3 separate regions of the Mus musculus genome follow, and regions 1 and 3 are each linked to region 2. The links are chromatin contacts, called in public HiChIP or PLAC-seq maps. All regions are on one chromosome and are shown on one strand. The core of a region is the stretch at or near the end of the contact, and the rest is flanking DNA. Distances in the headings are between cores, read along the strand shown.

Evidence for each region. HiChIP or PLAC-seq counts read pairs in DNA pulled down with a chosen protein or histone mark.
Region 1: a contact with region 2 is called in an H3K4me3 HiChIP or PLAC-seq map of embryonic stem cells, with 2.7 times the contacts expected there. The contact joins the enhancer-like site here to the promoter of BC024063 in region 2. A contact is called at or near these places in 3 of 39 promoter capture datasets (the C10 cell line, hippocampal neurons and liver), 3 of 115 datasets of contacts at active chromatin or transcription factors (embryonic limb bud, embryonic stem cells and stem cell-derived neural progenitor cells) and 1 of 9 other capture datasets (liver).
Region 3: an H3K4me3 HiChIP or PLAC-seq map of stem cell-derived neural progenitor cells shows a contact between it and region 2, with 3 times the contacts expected there. The contact joins the promoter of Ankrd24 here to the promoter of BC024063 in region 2. A contact is called at or near these places in 3 of 115 datasets of contacts at active chromatin or transcription factors (embryonic limb bud, embryonic stem cells and stem cell-derived neural progenitor cells) and 2 of 9 other capture datasets (adipose tissue and liver).

The regions. Positions count from the first base shown.
Region 1 is chr10:81,654,034-81,656,733 of GRCm38.p6, forward strand. All of the region lies in intron 1 of Gm10778 (predicted gene 10778), which reads left to right. Among named protein-coding and RNA genes, the nearest start is that of Gm10778, 6.3 kb to the left of the region's middle. Within about 2 kb of position 1,263, at least 4 of the 459 cell types and tissues checked have an H3K27ac peak or open chromatin away from gene starts, as enhancers often do. A contact at or near this core is called in embryonic stem cells, where this site is marked.
Region 2 is chr10:82,081,903-82,084,602 of GRCm38.p6, forward strand. BC024063 (cDNA sequence BC024063) reads left to right here and starts at 1,418. Exons shown (of 4, transcript NM_001374033.1): 1 at 1,418-1,510. The coding sequence starts at 1,508.
Region 3 is chr10:81,632,367-81,635,066 of GRCm38.p6, forward strand. Ankrd24 (ankyrin repeat domain 24) reads left to right here and starts at 1,333. Exons shown (of 20, transcript NM_001374016.1): 1 at 1,333-1,389; 2 at 2,301-2,387; 3 at 2,499-2,629. The coding sequence starts at 1,351.

The DNA.
Region 1 (2,700 bases), core at 13-2,512, 430 kb before region 2:
AAGTGGTTATTCATTTATTTTTTTAAAGCAAGATGTCACAGCAATGTTTTCTGTAATGAAAACCAAGGGGAGGAAAGGGTTTATTTATCTTATCCTTCCATAGCACTGTTCTTGATAGAAGTCAGGACAGGAACTCACACAGGAAAAATTACAGGGTGAGCTTTACACAACTGTAAAATAGGATCTTTTGGAAAATGATTATCCATCTTGCCTAAAAAACTGCATCTTAAACCTGCCCAGTCATCTACAGTGGCAGACAACACTTCAACTTGTCTACTATCATATGGTACAATAATTTCATCAGGAGGGGTGCCAAAATGCTGCACGCATTGCTGTAAACCCAGCAATGCCAATTGGGCAACCAAGGCAGGATAATAGAATAACACTTTGGCGCGGGGGGGGGGGGGGCATTTTAGGATGGATCCATAATAAAGGAGCCCCTTGCCAAAGGGCTCCAGTAGGTTGATTTTCTTTTTTTTCTTTTTCTTTTTTTTTTTTTTTAAAGATTTATTTGTTTATTATATGTAAGTACACTGTAGCTGTCTTCAGACATTCCAGAAGAGGGCGTCAGATCTTGTTACAGATGGTTGTGAGCCACCATGTGGTTGCTGGGATTTGAACTCCGGACCTTTGGAAGAGCAGTCAGGTGCTCTTACCCGCTGAGCCATCTCACCAGCCCAGGTTGATTTTCTGATGGCAAAATACATAATGATATAGGAAGATCAACCTTTCTCCTCTTTAAAGCAGCAATTTGAATAGCCTTCTCTACTAACTTTAAGGCTTCCCTTCCTTCTTCTGTAAGAGCCCTCTCTGAATCCAGGGCTGTCGCTCCTGGCAAGGTGTCATAAAGAGATTGCAATTGCTTATTTGTTAGACCCAGATAAGGCCTAACCCACTGAATGTCTCCTACAACTTTTGAAAATCATTTAAAGTCCTTAGGTGATCAGTTCTAATTTGAATCTTCTGTGGAGTTATATATCCTTTCTGTTATTTGGCTTCCCAAATAATGGATGACCTTGCCCTTCTGCACCTTTTAAGGGGCTACAACCAATTGCTTTTCTTTTAATTTTTGGATAACTTTAATTGTCTCACTCCGAGAACCTCAATAGTCCCTAATCCGGGAACCTAATAGTCTCTAACCGAGAACTTGAATCGTCCCACTTACCTGGGAGCTTTCCAGCCGGCTACCCTGACCTCTTGAAGTTCTGGACCTGCAGTGCTCTTGAGAAACAGAAGTTCCCGAATGGGCCATCACTTGTCGCATCCACCCTGACCAGCAGGAAAGATGCAACACCACATTGTCCTTCAAGCAGGTGTATTCAGGAACACTTAGCATTGCAATGCAGGAACAGGAATCCGCCTAACAACCCCGGGGCGCGCCTTAAATAAGACCTGGCAGCCGTCCCAGGGATATCTTGGGGCGGTGGCTGCACCCACTCCTCACAAAGTGACACTATTAGAAGGTGTGGGCTTGTTGGAGGAGGTGCATCACTGTGGGGGTGGGCTTTGAGACTTCCTACTAGGTGCCTGAAAACAGTGCTCTGGCTTCCTTTGGATAAAGATGTAGAACCCTCATCTCCTCCAGCACCATGACTGCCTGGATGATGCCATGACCCCTTCCTTGATGATAATAGACTGAAACTCTAAGCCAGCCCCAGTTAAATGTTGTCCCTTATACAAATTGCCATGGTCATAGAGCAATAGAAACTCTAAGACAGGCTACTGGTAAGGTCTTGTGGAAAGGGAGGTGGCAGAAATGAGGCTGAAAGTTTTTCAGTTTTGTTTGCAGTTGGGATTATCCTTGAGTCAGGTATCAATTTTAGGTAATCAGTAAATGTCCTGATAAATATTGTTTTTAGGATCTTTAGAGCAGGATAATAAAGAATTTTCTTATGGAAACCACATTAGTGTAGTTGCACTAGTTCAACCAGAACAGAAGACCTGAACAAATAGGTGTGGCCCTGCCTAACTGGCCTGTTGGTTTTCTGGCTGAAAAAATGGCCTGAGAGAAATGGTATGAGTTTTTCTTGGTGTGTTCGAATACAGATTATTATTCTTTTGAAACACGGGGCCATAAAGCCTGTTTTAAAATGTATTTTCGAGATCATAATTACTTCATTTGGCCTTTTCCTTTCCTCTCTCCTGGTCCTCCACATACCCTCCCTGCATTCAAATTCATGGCCTCCTTTTGCTTTAATGGTTAGTCCGATTAGAGTTTGACCTAAGGTTGGCTGCAGGACTTCTGAGGTCTGAGGTAAAGGGATGGCTGCACTGCACACTGAGTGTGTAATGACTGTGCACTCTAGAGACCCTACACCTAGGAGGAGAAGCATAAAGTGCTCTGGGAGGCTGGAAGAATTTCTACTTCAATGCAAATTTGCAGTAGAATGGCTCTGTGTGCTCCTGGGGTAGGAGGCAGGGCTGGGAAGGCCTGTAAAGTGTGAGTTGTTTGACCTGTGTGGCCCTTGTCACGGAGGGTCTCTGGGAAGGCCTTACAGTGGGAGCACCAATGGGCAGCATGGTGGTTTGTTCTTTCTTTCTTTCTTTCTTTCTTTCCTTCTTCCCTCCCTCCCTCCCTCCCTCCCTTCCTTCCTTCCTTCCTTCCTTCCTTTAAAAAAGCATTTTTTTTTTTTTTTTTTTTTTTTGGTTTTTCAAGACAGGGCTTCTCTGTATAGCCCTGGCTGTCCTGGAATTCACTTT
Region 2 (2,700 bases), core at 168-2,667:
AAAGATGTTGCTGGCTGGGTGTGGTGGCGCACACCTTTAATCCCAGCACTCGGGAGGCAGAGGCAGGTGGATTTCTGAGTTCGAGGCCAGCCTGGTCTACAAAGTGAGTTCTGGGACAGCCAGGGCTATACAGAGAAACCCTGTCTCGAAAAAACAAACAAACAACAACAACAACAAAAAGATGTTGCCTAGATGTGAGATGTCAGAATTTGGCCCACTCTAGAACCTGCCTACAGCCAAGGGAGACCAATCAGTATTGTTTTAAATACTGATGTAAACATGAAATTGTGGCGAAATCTCTCTTCTTTCTCCATTTGGAAGTCACATGGAGAGGGCATCATGCTCACTCTGGAGACCATAATTATTGGTGGTATAGTCCTCACTCATTTAACCTTTTGATGCCCACCTCTGGGATGGTGGCATAGTAGGCCAGTGCCATGACAGAAGGCTGGGAAAGTGTTATTGCTTGGCTAAGAATGTACATCTGAGAGGTGTGAGGAAATCTTATTGAAATTGCTGATGCTGACTTAATTAATCTTAATTCATTTTAATTAACTTAATCTGTTGGCTTAATTTCAACCTGAATGTGTGGGGTATTATTTCAGCTGTGAGGTAGGGGGATCACTTCAATATACACTGAGCAACCATCTGTGTATGCTAGAGCCCTGTGAATCAAAAACTAAGAAATAAGAAAAGAAGAACATGACTGGTCCTGATTTTTGGCCCCAGATGAATGAATAAAAGAAAAAAGTAAAGACCATGATTACTCCTAGATATTGTGAGGGAGAATTCTTGTAAATAAATGGGAGAATACAGCCAGAGGCAGAGATAAGTACGAGATGAACCCTTAGGCATGTGAGAAGAGGAGGGAGGGGAGATGGAGGAGGCAGACCAAGAAGTCAGGCATGTAAAGGGTAGATAACAAAAAACAAAACCAACCAAACAAAAAATCCTCCACCCCGCCTCTGAGATATACGTGGGGAGGACATATGGGGTAAAGGGTAGCCAAGATCCTAGTCTGGAGAAGTTCACGGTAGGGGCCAGGCATGCAGGCCAACATTGTAACAGGTAGAGACTGAGATATGCAGAGGGAACCTGGCAGATAGCATTTTTGATAAATAGGCGCCAAATTTATTTGTTTCTGGGTTTGAGACATAACACTCTCTGCCCAGGAGGAAGACGGGGACGTGCCTACTGAGTGCAGGAAAAGTGCAGGGACCACTTTGCAGTCCAGGAACAAGTTCTACAGCAAAGCCTGCCTTATGATCTAGGCCCGCTCTTGGCCTGTAGTGGAAGCCGGAGATGGGAAACACGATGTCTCTTAGGGACACTGCTCCTGTCACTCAGGCCTCAGTAGCCAATCAGAACTTCGAGACGAGCCTTCAGTCATAGTGGGCGGGCACTTCCTGTCCGCCATATTACCCGCTTTGTTGTGAATCTGAGGAAAGCACTATTGACCATCTGCCGGTAGTTGAGCGGAGAGTGAGGCGAACTTGGAATCCGCGCCATGGTGAGCGAGGCCGCCGTCCCCACGCGGGGAGGATCCGCGGGGTCCCATGTGGGGTTGTCCTGGGGTGCGGGCACCGGCAGCGAGATGTGGCGACCTTCGTAATTGCGTTTGTCACCCGAAGTCGCCGAGTTCCCTTATCCTCCGGTGTGGAAGCAGCACCTCCCAGTGAGACGGTTCCCCGGGCTGCGCCGGCGCACAGCATAGGAAGCTAGAGATGATGCTTGGACACGGGCATCCTTCAGCGGGCACGCATGCGCGGGTTTTGTTGTCAGTGGGAGAGATTTGCTGACTGGCAGAGCAAATTCTTTTCTTTAGTGTCTTCCAGAAGTTCTGTACCTGGCACTTGACATTCGGGTGTAGCATCCATCGCAGTTAACTCTGCGCAGTGTAAAGCCTGTGTCATTAACACATTCGCATGTAGATGCCACGGTGGTCCAGTCACGTGTGTTAGTAAGGCCAGACTCACTGTGATTCCCTGCCTAAGTTGTCCAAATCGACCGAGTATTAATTGTGTTTTTGTCCTAAGTGTTCTCTCATGTTCTGTCGGTCTCAAACAGCACAGTCTTTATGGCAGGTGTAGGGTAATTTAGAAGTCAGACGGTGTCACCGTGCCGTTTATTCAGCCTTGTGTGCTCATGTTTTCATTCATGATGACCTTTTGTCATCGGCTTTCTGTCGCTCATTGCAGAAATCCTTAGACTCTTTACTGGACGTTTGTTGAATCTATAGCTCAGATTATGTACTGAAACAATACTGAGACTAATTGTCTAGAGTCATAAGATTTCTCTCCTTTGACCAAGTTCTTTGAGTCTTTTAATTACGAAATGATAATTTTGGCTACAGATACTTGTCATATTGTCATATATGTCTTATTGCTGTTTTATCCATGGCGACATATAAGAGATATGGAGATCTTTATTTTTAATTTACTAAATTTATTTGATGTGCATGAGTGTTTTGCTTCCGTGCATGTGTGTTCATCACTTGGGTGTTTGGAGTCCATAGAAGACCAAAGAGACCATTAGATGCTCCCCACCAGGATCTAGTGATCATTTTGTGTCATCATGTTAGTGCTGGAAGCCAAACCCAGCTCTTCCACTAGAGCAGAAGTCTTAGTTGCTGAGCCATCTCTTGTGTCTTAAACTTGACAGACTTTCAAAATTTTACATGTGAGTGTGCCCATTTCACAG
Region 3 (2,700 bases), core at 83-2,582, 450 kb before region 2:
AGACCATATCTCCACCTGTGCAAGGCAATTTCATGAACGACTCACTTCTCCCCAAGTTCTGCCTCTCTGGGATTCTCATCCCACAGCTCCTGTCGTGTGTCCCTGCCTGCTGCTCCGTCTCCAAGACAGCTTCTACAGTGCCAACTTACATGCACAGAAGCCAGAGAGCTAGAAAGTCATTCCGCAGTCACTTGATAAATGTAGAACAGAAGAGTCTCAGGCTGTGGCCCAGGGATATTTTGTGGGTCCTGCATAGAGGGCTCTAATTTCAGGCAAGGCAGACAAGTGCCCACACACCTTAGAGCCAGAAACGGGGGTTGCAACCCCCACTTCCAGTTGATCTAAAGATTCCTCTGACCCAGCCTGGAAGCTGTGCACAGGTCCAGATGCATGTGCCTGAAGAATGAAATGCAGTTCTTATTGTGTACTCATGGTGTACCAGGCCTGTTGTGCAGGGCGGTGCGTTCTGCTCAGCCTCTGCACGGCCCTCCGGAGCTGTGTCTGGAAAGTCTATGTGAAACCCCATTGCACATATGAGGAGGGCGGAGGCTCCAACAGGTGAGGTCTAGGTCAGTCCCATAGGTGGATAATGGCGAGGCAGACCTGGGATTCAAGTTTGGAGTGAGACTTGAGAGCTACTGGAGCGAAGTAAATAATGAAAGAGTAGATGGGTGGACAGGTAGGTTGGAGGAGTGAATGGGTGAGAGGATGTGTGCGTGAATGAAGGGATGAGTAAGCCAATGCATTTGCCCATGAAAAGACGTTAGTAAATGGGTGGTGAGGAAATTAATGAGCGAATGGGTGAATGAAAACATTAGCAAAGTGCGAATAATGACTGTTGGAGAGAGTGAATGTGTGAAACGATGGATGAACGAATGAATGAATGAAAAGATAGGCATAAATGTATGAATGAATGAAGACTGGAAGGTGATGGCTGAATGAATGATGTCCATCATTGTAAGTAAGGTGAGCTGGAGGTGAGGAGTTAGCGGGCTGACACCCGATAGGGACCATCATGGAGTTGCGGGGCGGAGCCTTTTCAGCGGGATGGAGCGTGTCGGTGCAGGAGTGGGGTGGTGGGGAAGAGAGCACTATATAGCAGCGGGCGAGCGGGCCTGGGGAAAATGGGAGTAACCTGGAACTTAGAACGGATGTGAGCGGGCCCTGAGCTTTCGTGGAAGAGGTGGGAGGGGCCTGAAATCTAGGGGGAAGCTGGGCGGGCTCTGTGCCTGAGCCTGGTGAGGAAGGGTGCTGAGTCTGGAGAAGAGGTGTGCCACAGGAGGAGGGCAGAGCCCCGTGTCTGAGGAGGTAGGCGTGGTCTGATCTGGCCCCGCCCTCCTGCGGTTCGCCATGAAGCAGCTGTGCCTGTGTGCTGCTGCCTCCTTCGCGGTAGGCGTTTGGGTCCCTCTGCGCCTTCCCCTCTTTCCTAGAAAGAAGTTCGGCAGAGGGCGGGGCGCCTGTAGAGCCTGGGCGGGAAGTGGAGGGCGGTGTTGAGGGCAGGCGTGTCTGTGCAGGCGTGGGGTCAGCAGGCCGTTGCGGGATGCAGGTCTTGGAGGACACTGTGGACAGTGAGTGACTCAGGAACTGTCCATGTTCCTGGGCAGTGAGTTTAAAAACATTAGCGGCTGCAGTTCTGCTGGCCAGGCCTTGATGCTACCTGGGGGCGATGGTCTTGGCTGAGCAGCTGTGAAGGACGGAGCGAGGTTCTGGGCGCTGGAGGATAGTTTGGAAAAGGCCAGTCATCCCAGCATTCGGAGGCTAAGGCAGGGGATCTTTAATTTTAGTTACACCCAGTCTCAAAAAAACTAAGACAGTAAAATAATTGTGAACGAGGAGCTTGGCACCACCAAGCCCTGGCTTCCATGCCCAGCACTACATAAACCAGGTGTGATGTTCCACACCTGTCACCCCAGCCTCGAGGACTGGGAGGCAGGAAGTTCAGGAATTCAAGGTCATCCTGACTCCCAGGGAGTTTGACAGCAGCCTAGGCTACTTGAGGCCCTGACTCAAAAAACAAAAACAAAGCTGGATCATTGAAATCCTCGCACTTTGGGAGATTTCTGTGACTTTCAGGCTACCCTGGTCTACATAAGAGACATGCTATTTAAAAAAAAAAAAAAAAAAAAAAAAAGTTGTACCCTGTCTTTCAAAACTGGCTTTGGATTAAGGCACACACAGGTGGTTTGAGGAGGATTGATATCTGGAAGCTGCCCTGGTGGTGGGCCTGGATCACACGCTGGGGGGTGCAGGTTTCAGAGACACTGTCTGAGGCCCCCAGCCCAGGACCACCTATCCCACAGCTCCGGCTCAGCCCCACCGACCTCAGCTCCTGCCCACCCTGTGGCCGGTGCCCTATCCCAAAACCCGCAGCCAGAGGCAGGCGCCAGGCAAGTGCTCAGGGGTGGGTGGGGAGAGCCCGGAGCAACTGCCCCTGTTCCTTGGTGGGGAAAGGACATCGACCCACTCAGTCCCTCGCACCTCTGGGTGTGCCACCGCAGGGCCAAGACTGGGGCAAAAGTGACCAGCGACTGCTCCAGGCAGTGGAGAACAACGATGTGGCCAGAGTGGCCTCGTTGATCGCCCACAAGGGGCTGGTGCCTACAAAACTGGACCCCGAGGGCAAGTCTGCGTGAGTGTCCAAGCCCTGGGGCTGGGGTGGCTTTGGACATTCTTCTGGGGTTGACCCCTGACTCGTGCCTC